Regions from separate parts of the Zea mays genome. Here region 2 is linked to region 1. Evidence: chromatin contacts called from public Hi-C data. All regions are on one chromosome and are shown on one strand. The core of a region is the stretch at or near the end of the contact, and the rest is flanking DNA. Distances in the headings are between cores, read along the strand shown. Region 1 has its middle 63 kb from the start of LOC100381684. Region 2 holds the start of LOC100277065.

Region 1 (6,489 bases), core at 875-3,374:
AGTATGCTACTACAAGTCAATCCATTTTGGTAAAGAAGTATCACTTTTATCTTGGATTACAACTTTCATTATTAAAGTAGTATATTTACTAGATTCTCCTATCATAAGCTTATTTGATAATCTGGTGCATATGTTGTTCATTTGATCACATCTGTCATTGAATATCTTCAATTGATACTTATGTTTCTTAATGCTTTATGTACTATCAATTGATGTCTCTCTTATGTATGGACTTAGTTAAAATGAGAATTTAGGATAAGATATACGCAATTAAGTGATCTGCTTGATATTCGATAGAAATGATTTGTTTAAAGAAAAGGATCACTAGTTGTAGAATTCTCTCTTGTGCAAAATAATTCTATATATTGTCTTGAGCATAGGACTCAAGTAACCAAGACTAAGGACAAAGTATAATCATGAGAGTATCTCCATGTGCAGGTACGAAAAGGGTAAACTACTTCCTATCATTTACACTTGTACTTATTTTCCCTCTTGTACGTATGTTGCGTATTTTTAGTTACAAGAGGAATAAAAAGCAATGTCTATGCATAACCCTGCTTCCAACCTAGTTTAACCTCTCAAGATTTCATTCATGCTTGAATGCAATTTTGTTAAGTCTGGGCGAAGTAATATTCTTGTCAAAGAGCTTAAAGCTTACCCTTGTAACAAGGATAATGTAAGGCCCAAAATTTGTATAAAAATAATAATAAAATAAATATATGAAGAAATAAATTAGCAAATTCAGATATCTCAAATTATACTTGAGTGTTGAAAGTTGAGGACTGGATTTTTGAAAATCAAGAATTATTTTAGAAAAGAAGTAATAGAAAAGTTCTCAATTCAACTAAATGATTAGGCATATCATTAAATGATGCACCATAAGCATTTATTTACATGAATATTTAATTTTAAAGTAACTTTTACTTCTTATCTCACATTCAAAATGCTATTTCTCTAAAAAGAAAAGAAAACAATAGGAGTGTGTTTCATATTTCTAACATCTATCAAATAAATAAAATAATTAAAATAAACATATATCTATTGCATTATGTTGGAGTTTATTTATGTGTGCATTTAACAATAATAATAATAATGTTAGTAGAAATATATTAATGTTCACATTTGGAATTTAGATGTAATTTACAAACTAGAATTTGGAGAAAGAGAAGGAAGATGCTATACAATACAAAGAAATTACATATATAAATAAATAAACCTTTCTCATAATGGTATTTGAATTTGTGTATTTTATCTGAGTAAGAATTTGGCAACACAAATTTCAATTTGAATTTGAAATCCAAAGCAAAGAGAAATAAAAACAAAAAAAGAAAAGAAATAGAAAAGAACCTACCTGGGCCTCGGAGCTCCATTCGGCCCACTCCACTCTCTTCCCCGCACCAGCCCAGTTGCGCTCACATCTTGTGCTATTGATGGGCTGTAACGCCCAAAATCCTGATTTTGGGGACTAGTAACAGGAATCAAAGTAAAGTGCCCCTAATGAATAGGTATACTTTGGAATCCACCTTTTTCTAAAAATAAATAGAAACTTTAAACAATATTAGTTAAGGTAAAACAGAAATAAAAATTCAGTTTGTAAATTTCAAGAAATAATGAAAAGGGCTTCAATTTATTAGAATGAATTATCCCCTTCTAAGACTGTATATAAAATATTCTTTTATGTGTTAAAGTAACTCATGATAGAAAGAATATACATTATTTTCTCCTAAAATAATCAAGTAATGAATATTCACTTTAAATGAAATTTTAACTAAAACACTTAAACCATATTTTCTTAAAAAACATTTCATGTGTGCATTGCATATTTAAAATAATTTCCCAAATAACGGGGTAAGATAATCAATAAAAAATACTTGCATCTCATGTTGGATATTTTGTCTATTTGTTGTGAATTTTATCAAAGTCTAAAACCTGGAATAAAAATTTGAAGTTGGGATTTAAAACTGAAATCGGAAAATGAGAAACAAAAAAAAGATAAAACTACTACTCCAGACGTACCACATTGGAGACGTGAATTTCCACTTTCTTTATTCAACTAGACGGAGCTTATGTCATGCTGATGCAAGTAGTGACGTCATCATGCAAATTCAGGTCAGCATGTTGGCGAGTGCGCGTGGGGCTCCTGTTGCTCACGTCATCGTTCATCTCGTGCAGCGAAACGGACATCAACAGAAGCTCCAGAGATCGTAACAACCCGAGTAGTTGTAACCACCTAACTGACATCCGCCTCGGCCGGGACTCGACACCTTTGGTGTATTTATACGACCAGCCGAGCCATCCCTCCCAATCCCCAGTTCTTCCAAAAAACGTTGTTTTCTGCATCCTCATGCAAGCGCCATTATGGGAGAGAGCGAAGAGAGACCGCCAGGAGAGAGTAGATGGCCACCGCCGTGCTTGTCTCGGTTTCCCCCGCGATTGATTATGGTGCGGAGTCCTAGGGTATTCGCAGCACCATAGGCGCCCGGGAACTTTCCTGTGCTTGTGCCGTTTGGTGGACCGGGCCTCCTCGCCGCAGCACGACAGCCGGGAAGAAAGCTCCGCCGCGGTGCAGCTCGTTGTGCTGTTGCCTTGGCGCATGGATGCTCGGGATGCTTCGTTGAATGCCTGCGGAATTGCCCATGTGGGAGTTGGGCTCGTGGTCTCGGGCAGTGGTGCTCCGACGGGCAGCTTCGCCATGGTGGCAGGCGCGCTGCTATCTGGCTTAGTCGGAGGGGAGGATGAAGATGACTCTTGGGCCGTCGATCAGGAAATGCGCGGCTCAGATCATATGGTCGAGGTAACGTTTCGCTCGAGCTTATCCTATGCGTAGGATCTGGATCGTGTGGTTAATCTCGCGCACCGGTTTATAAAGTGCCCAAATCCAATCTGCACCATTGGGTCTAATCTGAGCGGTTTGCGTTCACTTGTACCCCTTCGGTCGGGGATTATGCGAAAGAGACCCTGCCATTTTCAGAAATAAACCCGCCATCCTCGCTTGTTGAAAACTATTACAGTTTGTCCCGAAAATCTTGTGCAGAGCATCGTGGACTTTGTCAAAATAGTGTCCCCGATCTAGAATTAATAGAGAAATTCATAATTAAATCATAAAATGAATTGTTAATATAAAAATAAATCCAGAAACTTATTTAATTCATAGAAAATCCATTCTAACTCTTATTTGATCCGTTCAAGTTGTGTTGGTCTCGTATAAGTATGTACTATGCCATAACAACATTTATTATACCATGTCTTATTACTATATAATTAGATCTCCATTTAACTTATGTTGGTTAATCTGCTTATCATTATAATTCACTAGAATATAATTTATGGTCAATTTATAACTTAGATTAAAGTTGAAATAATTATTTATGGAATAACCTCTCATATTATTTATACTAACCAAATTATAATATAGTTTGACATTTAAATCACATAGATCTTTTATAAACCATAACTCCTTAACTTGACTCCGATTTTAGTGGTTCTCGAACCCACAATCTCGTTACAACGCGTAGATCATTATTATGCAATTTATTCTTATGTTTGGTGTGATGTCAATTTTGTCCATACTATGTTTGTTTGTATTGCTACGACTAGCGCGAGGTCACGTGTCATCTGAAGAGCAAGTTGGTACCTGGAATCTCAAGTGACAGGCAAATTGTGCCCTTGATCACTTCTTATTACCCAGTCATGTTCTGATTAATCATAATGATCTGCATAGGTTAATTTTGATGGGACCCAATAGGTTACCCTAGTTTGACTATCTTTATACCTTGTTCACCACTGATTTTTGGGTAGTACATGCTATTGCTTTATGTGGTTTTGGGTATAGAGATATTCATTACTCATGATTACACTTTTTATTATCTGTTCATTATTTACTGTTCATGATAAGATCATTATGTTAATGGGAACATGGAGAACCACCCGGGAAAACAGTGCTACCACAAGGGTTTAATGGGACGCCCTTGGCTGATTAACTAGGAAAGCTAGTGGATGACTACCTTACCCGAAAGGGGCAAGGGCAGTAGGGGAGTGGTCAGTGTAGGGAGGTCCTTGGATGATTTTGTTGCGATGGCGGTGAGGCGAGGGATTCCTGCACTGGAGCTTCCTATAAACTGTAGCGAGTTTTCTAAAGCTAGTGGAACTTTGTTAAGGCCTCGTAGTGTTACCCTGCCTCGCCTCCTCGGTAGAGGTGTATGGGATTGGCCGTCTCTTGGCAGATGGGTAACATGACTTGTGGGTAAAGATGCGCAACCTCTGCAGAGTGTAAAACTGGTATACTAGCCGTGCTCACGGTCATGAGCAGCTTGGACACTCACATGATTAATTTATGGAACTAAATTCAATTTGTCATATGCATTGCATCGCAGGTGATGTTGTTGTTACTTTTGTTCTACTACTTAATTAGGTTGGTATTTACTTATACTTAGTAATTGCTAATAAAATTTTGACCAACTTTAAAAACAATGCTTAGCTTTAGCCATCCTCTTTGGTAAGCCTTACACTTCACGTGAGCTCCCACCTTTGGCGAGTTCATGCACATTATTCCCCACAACTTGTTGAGCGATGAACGTATGTGAGCTCACTCTTGCTGTCTCACACCCCACATAGGTCAAGAACAAGTACCACAGGATGAGGCGCATGGAGGATGCTGTGACGAGTTCGTGAGAGGTCTAGGTCGTCGTCTCCCAGTCAACTTTGGGTTGCTGGACCGTCGTCTCCTTATAATGTAATCATTTATTTATTTTGTACAGAACTCCTATTATATAGTAAAGATGTGACATTCGATCTTGTGCCATGATTCATCATATGTGTGAGACTTGGTCCCAACACAACTGGTGATTGTTCGTGCCCGGGTCTTGGTGCCCCGAAACCCGGGTGTGACAGAAGTGGTATCAGAGGAATGTTGACTGTAGGACAAAACCTAGATAGAACTGGACAACCATTATCTACTTACCTTTGCTACTCTGATCTTTTCTAAACTCTTCTTAATCTTTTCTCATCTATTTCTGCTTTACTCTGATTACTCTTATCTTTTCTTTTCTAAAGACAAATGTGGATTTCACACTTTGAAATCTGGTGCCTAAAGTGACTTTTAGGAATAGGAGACCTACTCTTAGGAACAAAAAAAACAAAACTATTTTTTTATCTATATGCTTGAATGTTTGTTCTTGTGATACATGTCTGATTTGGATCTTTGATTGAGTGTGATGAGTTGTGGAGTAATATCCACAATTGCATCTAAATACATAGAGACAAAAATATATTTAGAAAGATAGATTATCACCCATTGAAAAAGAATAGATCTATCTTATAGACCCATCTTACCTTAAAAGGATTCTATCTTCTCATTCCAACCTGTCCTAACCACTTTGATTATCTCATTCTAAAGTAACAAGCATGATCTAGTCCGAAATAAATTAAGTAGATCTTATCTAGTCTAATCTAGTGATATCAATTTAATCTAGATCCAATCTAAGTTAATGTGATCTTGGGGGACCAGATCTAATCTAAATAATATAATTACCAGATTAGTTAGTACTAGTGAAATAGATTAGACCTTATTCATATAAATAGGTGTTAACCTAAACTGGTGCCCTAAGACTAGTTTGGCCATATACAACCACTTGACCTACATAATAGGTTACATAACTTATCCAACCAATCTAGAAGCAAACAACCAAACTAAGTCAGGCCAATCCCATTTAACTCTTAGTCACCTACTAAACTAGCGGCTCTACCTATTTGTCACCTACAAATCTGTCTTAACCACATGTTCCTATCCGGGAAGAAAGACACCAAGGTCTGAAAAGAGTGCTCAACCTCGACAAGGGAGGAGATGAGTCAAATCCAACCTCAAGAGGAATCAAGATCCATAGTTCAGGATGTAGTCTTCTCTTATTAAACTCTTCCTTGCCACGGCCTATACTTACTATAACCGTAACTCATCTGACCTAATAAGATGACTAGGCATACTATGTCCATATTTTCCTAATCATCTACTAGCTAGTATTTAAGAACTTTGGACAAAACTATTGGTCCCTAAACCATATGGGAAACTAAATTTTAAACCAAACTTGTTGCATCCCTTTCCTTACTAATCTCGAGGACGAGATTATTTTTAAAGGGGGTAGAGTTTGTAACGCCCAAAATCCTAATTTTGGGGACTAGTAACAGGAATCAAAGTAAAGTGTCCCTAATGAATAGTTATACTTTGGAATCCACCTTTTTCTAAAAATAAATAGAAACATTAAAACAATATTAGTTAAGGTAAAATAGAAATAGAAATTCAGTTTGTAAATTTCAAGAAATAATAAAAAGAGCTTCAATTTATTAGAATGAATTATCCCCTTCTAGGACTGTATATAAAATATTCTTTTACGTGTTAAAGTAACTCATGATAGAAAAAATATACATTATTTTCTCCTAAAATAATCAAGTAATGAATATTCACTTTAAATGAAATTTTAACTAAAATAATTAAAA
Region 2 (5,918 bases), core at 2,929-5,428, 250 kb before region 1:
CCAAACCTCAGGAAACAAATCGACGTGTCCGCTTGTATTAATCTTCACCAATTGATTTGTTTCTCCCATCTCCTCTCTCTCTAAAGTTCTCTTGCTCACATCATTTTGAGTTTGCTGCCAAAATTATCTACATTGGTTAAGCAACTCATTGCAAGAGAAACTATCTTTCGCACTATGAATTATTTCTAACACTAATCCCGGGTATAGTGCATGTTCAAAGTTTATAATTTTCAAGTTTCACTTATTCACCCCCTCTAGGCTACTTTCAGTACCCCTCGGCCTTATATAGATGACCAAAGGATTAACCCTTTACAAGTCATGATGACTATCTAACTCTATCTGTATCTATCCACGACATGCATTCCTACTTATCCAGAGTTCATTTTCCCTTCACCCGAGTTATCTCTGAGTATCTAGCTCTTCAGGTATGCTCAACCTCCCTGCTCGAGGTATCAACATTCCTTCTGCGCATAACTCGGTCGTTTGGTATTCGTCTCCTTGGTTCGAGCTCATCCAGCTTGGTTACGGCCCAAGGGCATGCCTTGATAGGCAAGTCATCGGGAGGCGCATCAAGCGGCCCATGGACTCCTGCCCGATGTTAGCCTCAGGCGAGTCGTGACTGCATCTCCTGCCCGAGGTTCCCCTCGGTCGAGTCGTGACTGCTTCTCCCGCCCAGAGATAGCCTCTGGCGAGTCAGAACAGCTTCTATAGGTTCAATTGCTTTTATCAATTGCTTCAAAGAAATAGATGTCAACAATTGTAGACTTTCTATCGTATGATTCTACATGTTCAATGTAATTGATGGAAATTTTATATACCCTTATCATGTAAAATTATTTCACAAAATGATTGCATCAAGGTGTTCTAATGTTCCAACATCAATAATTTAGTGCACTATTGATGTGGGATGCAAAAATTGAACCTGCACATAATGTCTCTTAACTTGAGGTTGAGTTGCATTTACTATATTATAATATTCCTTCTTCATTATCTTTAACTTGGTACAAGGTGCATCCATGGAAATATATGTGCTTCTCCCCCTCTTACTTGGGAGTTGAGTAGTTTTATTTACTACCTCTACACTTATTATTATATTTCATGTACAATTTAGGATTTTTTAACACCCTTATAATCAGTAAATGCATATGCCTTGTCATTTGGAATGTGTTACAATTTAATGACTTTTGGAACTTGAAGCTCGATTCCTAAATTGTGTGGATCAGAATTGAAGATGTCTATGGCATCACAATCGATTCCTTGGCATTATATTTGGTTTCCAATTCCTCTCCATAATGCTGGGAAATGATCTTTAGTGAAGATACAATCAATATACATAGCCATAAATTGATCCCATATAAGGGGTTTCAAATATTTAATAATCAACACAGACTCATATCCGACATAAATCCCTAATTTCCTATGTGAACCCATAGATGTACATTATGTCATATGGAGTGCAATTGAACTACCATAGATGGGAAATATTTGGTGTATTTCCACGTAATAGATTCAATGGGGAAGTTGCACGATATGCAGTTCGATGCAATTGAATCAACTTAGCAACTTGTAATACTACATGACCCCAACATGATGTTGGCAGCTTGCAATTGTATAAAAAGGTCTTATGATAAGATTCATTCTCTTGATGAGACATTTTGCCAAATCATTTTAAGTATGAACATATAGGACTGAGTGCTAAACTTGAATTTATAAAGTCGTGCAATAATCATTGAAGAGAATATAATCAAAAGAAATTGACCAATGTTATCCATTTAGATTGATTGGTTTTGATGTTCATGATATTGTGCTTTAAGTTTAATAACTTATGCAACAATTTTGGCAAATGCATCGTTCCATGTGGAAATAAGGAACACATGATACCATCATGTATATGTGTCTATTAGACCCATGAAATACTTGAAGGGTCTAGACAAAGATTGAATGGGACCACATATGTCACATTGAATGTGTTCAAGGGACTTTAAAGGTTTGTCATAAATTTTGAGGTAAGAGGGCCTTAAAATTAGTTTCTAGTGGCCATGTGGTGCACACAAAATTTAAGGATTAGATAATTTTGGGATCACATAAAGTGTGAACAATAGACTTGCTTATAATTTTCCTTATCATCCCTACATGAGGATACCCAAGGCAATCGTGCCATGTTTGAAACATGTTAACATTCTAGAAAATTACCTTGTAAGGACTTATGGTACAAGCTTGATAGAAGATCAAGCCGTGTCTTGATATTGGAGCAAGCAAGAGCTTGGAATCCACCTCAACGTGGACTAGGGGTGATGGGCAAATCACCGAAACATGGGAAAAATATGGCTTTTTACTCGTTCTCTTGCAATAGCTTATGACTAGTGAATTGTTGTTTATTGTTAGTATTGTTATTGTTGTTCCTTCTAGGTTTCTTACTTATCTTAGCTAGAGAATTTATATATATTGTCATATTGATTAAATTTCTCTAGTGTTTGTGATTTTAGTCAAAACTGTTTATCCACCCTCCTCTAGCCGGTGTCCTAGATCTTACACCGACTCCTCTAGCCGGTGTCACCGATGCCTTATGTTTCGACAAATGAATTAGCTCTCGTTGTTATATTAATGAAAACTTTGTAAAAAAGCAAAAACAGCTCGGACGCTACGTTTAACCATATGTCCATCAACCATCAAACCATCGTCAGTATACAGCCGACTGACCCGTACAACATCGTGCAGCTACTAATGTGCGACAAAACTCACATCCAAACGAGTCTGTTGACATAAAGGGATACATCCAAACGGGAAAAATATCCTTGCTACAACAAACATGATCGTCTTTGGCCTTTTGTCCATTACGAGTGATTGTAAACATAAACCAGTATGGATAGTGATCGTGGGTTCTGAAATTCGATCGTTTCAAGCTCCTGAAACGCATCGTCTTTCTCTAGGTGGTGTGTACTGTTGTTTGAAGGGCAGTTGTCGATCACAGCATGAATCCACCGTCCATCACATATTTGATGTCGTCGACGCGTAGTACCATAGTGACGTCAATCCTTACAACACAAGTGGAACAGTAGTCAGACGAATGACGAGGAGCGTGGAAATCTGACAGCGTGTGGGCACGCAAACGGTTTGTACGTGTTGTACGTACCTGAGGCGAGGATGGCCCAGCGAAGCGCGGCGACAGCGGGCAGCGTGGCGGCGACCGACCGTGCTGCGTCGGCCGAGGAGTCGCAGTTGGAGGTGGAGTTCCAGTCCCCGCAGAGGCACAGGTCGGCGTGGCTCTCCGTGTCATGGCCACACGCCCCGCCCGTGGCGCGGCACGCGCCGCAGAATCCGCGGTTGGACTCGGGCAGCGTCCACGACACCCGGATCCCGTACGCCCAGCCCGCGGCGGCGCCCTCGGCGCGCACGGGCGCGAGGCTGTACGCGCTGCTGTACCCCTCGCACTCGAGCCGGCTGACGTTCACCGCCCGGATGGCACCCCAGGGCAGCGCGCAGCACTCGGGCGGTTGCCCCGCGGCGTCGCCCGACGACGGGCCCCGCCGCCCGCCGCCGCCGGCGTAGTAGTCGTCCCAGGCGAGGCAGCCGAGGTAGTCTCCGCACCCCATCCCAGACACGTTCCGGCAGGGGAGGTGGCGGTCGGGGAAGCCCTGGAACAGCGGCGAGGTGGCTCGGCAGCCTAGGAGGAGGAACACGTTGTCCGGGTCCGGCGACAGGTACGGCTCCCGCCACGGCTCGAGGACGAAGCCGTTGCCCCGCCCAGCCGGGGCGAGGTCCAGCGCGCGGCAGTCGGACATGGCCGGGTCGTGCAGGGTCAGGCCCCGGTACGCGTAGTCGACGTCGACCACGCGGTAGGAGCCCGAGGGGAGGTGGAGCATCAGCGCGCCGTTGATGCAGAAGAGCAGGTCCCGCAGCCCCGCGTGGCCGCATCCGGGGTGCAGCGCGAACGGGTAGTCCACCGTGATGTTGCCGCAGAACGACCGGCACGTAGTGATCGGTACGTTCGCGGCCGCGACGACGGAGCCCGCCGGCGGCATCGTGGTGGTGCACGCGCATAGCAGAGCGAGCAACGCGGCCAGGTAGCGACGCGGCGGCGCCATTGCCTTGCCCCGGTGCGAGCAAGATGCCAAAGTGGAAGCGGGGAGTGGCAGGAATTGAACACCTACAGAGGGCCTTGGGGCCGGGTGTGCTATGAACAGATCGATTCGTTGCTTCCTTTGGAAGAGGGAGAGTTGGGCAGCATCATTTGCTTTTCGTTACCGACGTTTTGCCTTTACCTTTCTTTTGATTTTGTTTAATGCCACACACAGCTTCATCGTGTGCCCTACTAGCACTGGCACAGTAGCTCTGACTACGCTCCGCTGCTCTTGAAAACGAGATCGGCGCCTGAAAGGACGAGAATGCAGCCGCCGCCGCTTTGAGCGAGGCCGTCTTTCGTCAGCTTCTGTATAGCACGGAAAACAAATGAAATGATCGATCTGGGATCAGATCATGGAAAGCTGTGCTCCCTCGCTTCTTTCGATAAATAAAGAGGAGGAGAATCCGGCCCTTTCTCTTTTCTCCCTTCTCTAGAATAGAATAAAAAAGGTCACCGTGGCCCGTGGGCTGTGATTTGTGAACGAGAAGATCCCTAGAAGGCTAGAACAGTGTGAGAGGAAAGGAATATGGTCTCCGCCACTACAGTGTCACTTCCCCAACCTCTTTTGTCCGTTACATCACACACCCAAAGAAGCTGTCCACGCCGCAATGCAGCGGTGGCGCTCACAGCACGCCGAACATCACCAGGAGGAACGGCAACGCACACGCCCTTTCGCACCCAGGAGCTGGAGGCGCCCCTGGATCCGGGATCCGACCCGGAGTACCAGGACTTCCAGTTTCGGTTCATCCCGGAGGTGTTCGAACTCCAGATGGGCGGCGCGACGGGGTGAGGAATGGAGACGGCAAGGTAACGGCGGAGAAGGTTCTTGGGTTCGAGTTCGACAAGGTCAGGATCAGCATTGCGTCCAGCGACGACGAGGCGGACGGAGACGCGCCGCCGAGGAGCTCCTTCTCCGGGGCGAGCCACCCGCCGGAGCCGGTGGACGAGATAGACACCGTCTTTGTCGCTGTCGACGGCCGGGAGAAGCCGGTCCCGAAGCCAATCATCTCGTGGGACGCGTCTCCGCTGCCGAGCGGCGCGGCAAGCCCGCACAGCAGCATCGACAGCTCCGGCGCCGCCGTCACCACCGTGACAAGCCTCGCGCCGAGCTGCACCGTCACCAGAAAGAAAGAAACCTGATAGTTACAGGCCGGATAATGCAACGTCTAAGATATTTCTCCCCCTAACCTTGCAAATCTCAAAGTCACCTTAAACTAATTTCATGAACACATTTCTAAAACGATGAATTTGGTAAGGGCTTCGTGAATAAATTATTGAGATTATCACATAATTTGGTTTACATGATGTTTACTTCACCCTTTTTTTAATTTATGGGATAAAACAACTTAGGACAAATATATTTGTTATGTTGTTCTTGATGTAGTCTGTCTATATTTGTGTAACACAAGCAGAATTGTCTTCATGGATATCAGTGAGTGAATCGATGGCACAAATGCCACATGATTGTTGTATGTGGTTGATCATTCTGTGAAGCCAAACACATTCACGTAAAAGCCTTATATAGTGCAATTATTTCACGGTGATTTCTTGAGGTAGTCACTTGAAGACTTCCATGAAATAGTTGTTCCTTCATGTAAGCCTATATGTGATAGGCCATTATGGGATCATATAAATAGCAAGAATTAGTGTATCTAACCTTATTATAATTTGGGTTACTATGGAAAAATAATAGAAGATCTCGTGTACCATTTAAATACATGGCCAATCATCATTGTTAGTTTATCCCTTTTGTAGAAGGAACTCACTAAGTCAGTTATACCACAATCTCTCCAAC

The links. Hi-C and Micro-C count contacts between places; a contact is called where the count stands out from the background.
Region 2: a Hi-C map of bundle sheath shows a contact between it and region 1, with 1.9 times the contacts expected there. The contact joins the promoter of LOC100277065 here to the enhancer-like site in region 1. A contact is called at or near these places in 2 of 25 Hi-C or Micro-C datasets (bundle sheath and endosperm).

Annotation. Positions count from the first base shown.
Region 1 is chr1:95,034,511-95,040,999 of Zm-B73-REFERENCE-NAM-5.0, reverse strand. No RefSeq gene overlaps it. Among protein-coding and RNA genes, the nearest start is that of LOC100381684, 63 kb to the left of the region's middle. Within about 2 kb of position 2,124, at least 17 of the 20 cell types and tissues checked have an H3K27ac peak or open chromatin away from gene starts, as enhancers often do. A contact at or near this core is called in bundle sheath, where this site is marked.
Region 2 is chr1:95,282,932-95,288,849 of Zm-B73-REFERENCE-NAM-5.0, reverse strand. LOC100277065 reads right to left here and starts at 4,178. Exons shown (of 2, transcript NM_001150732.2): 1 at 3,134-4,178; 2 at 2,647-3,035. The coding sequence starts at 4,085. The coding sequence ends at 2,989.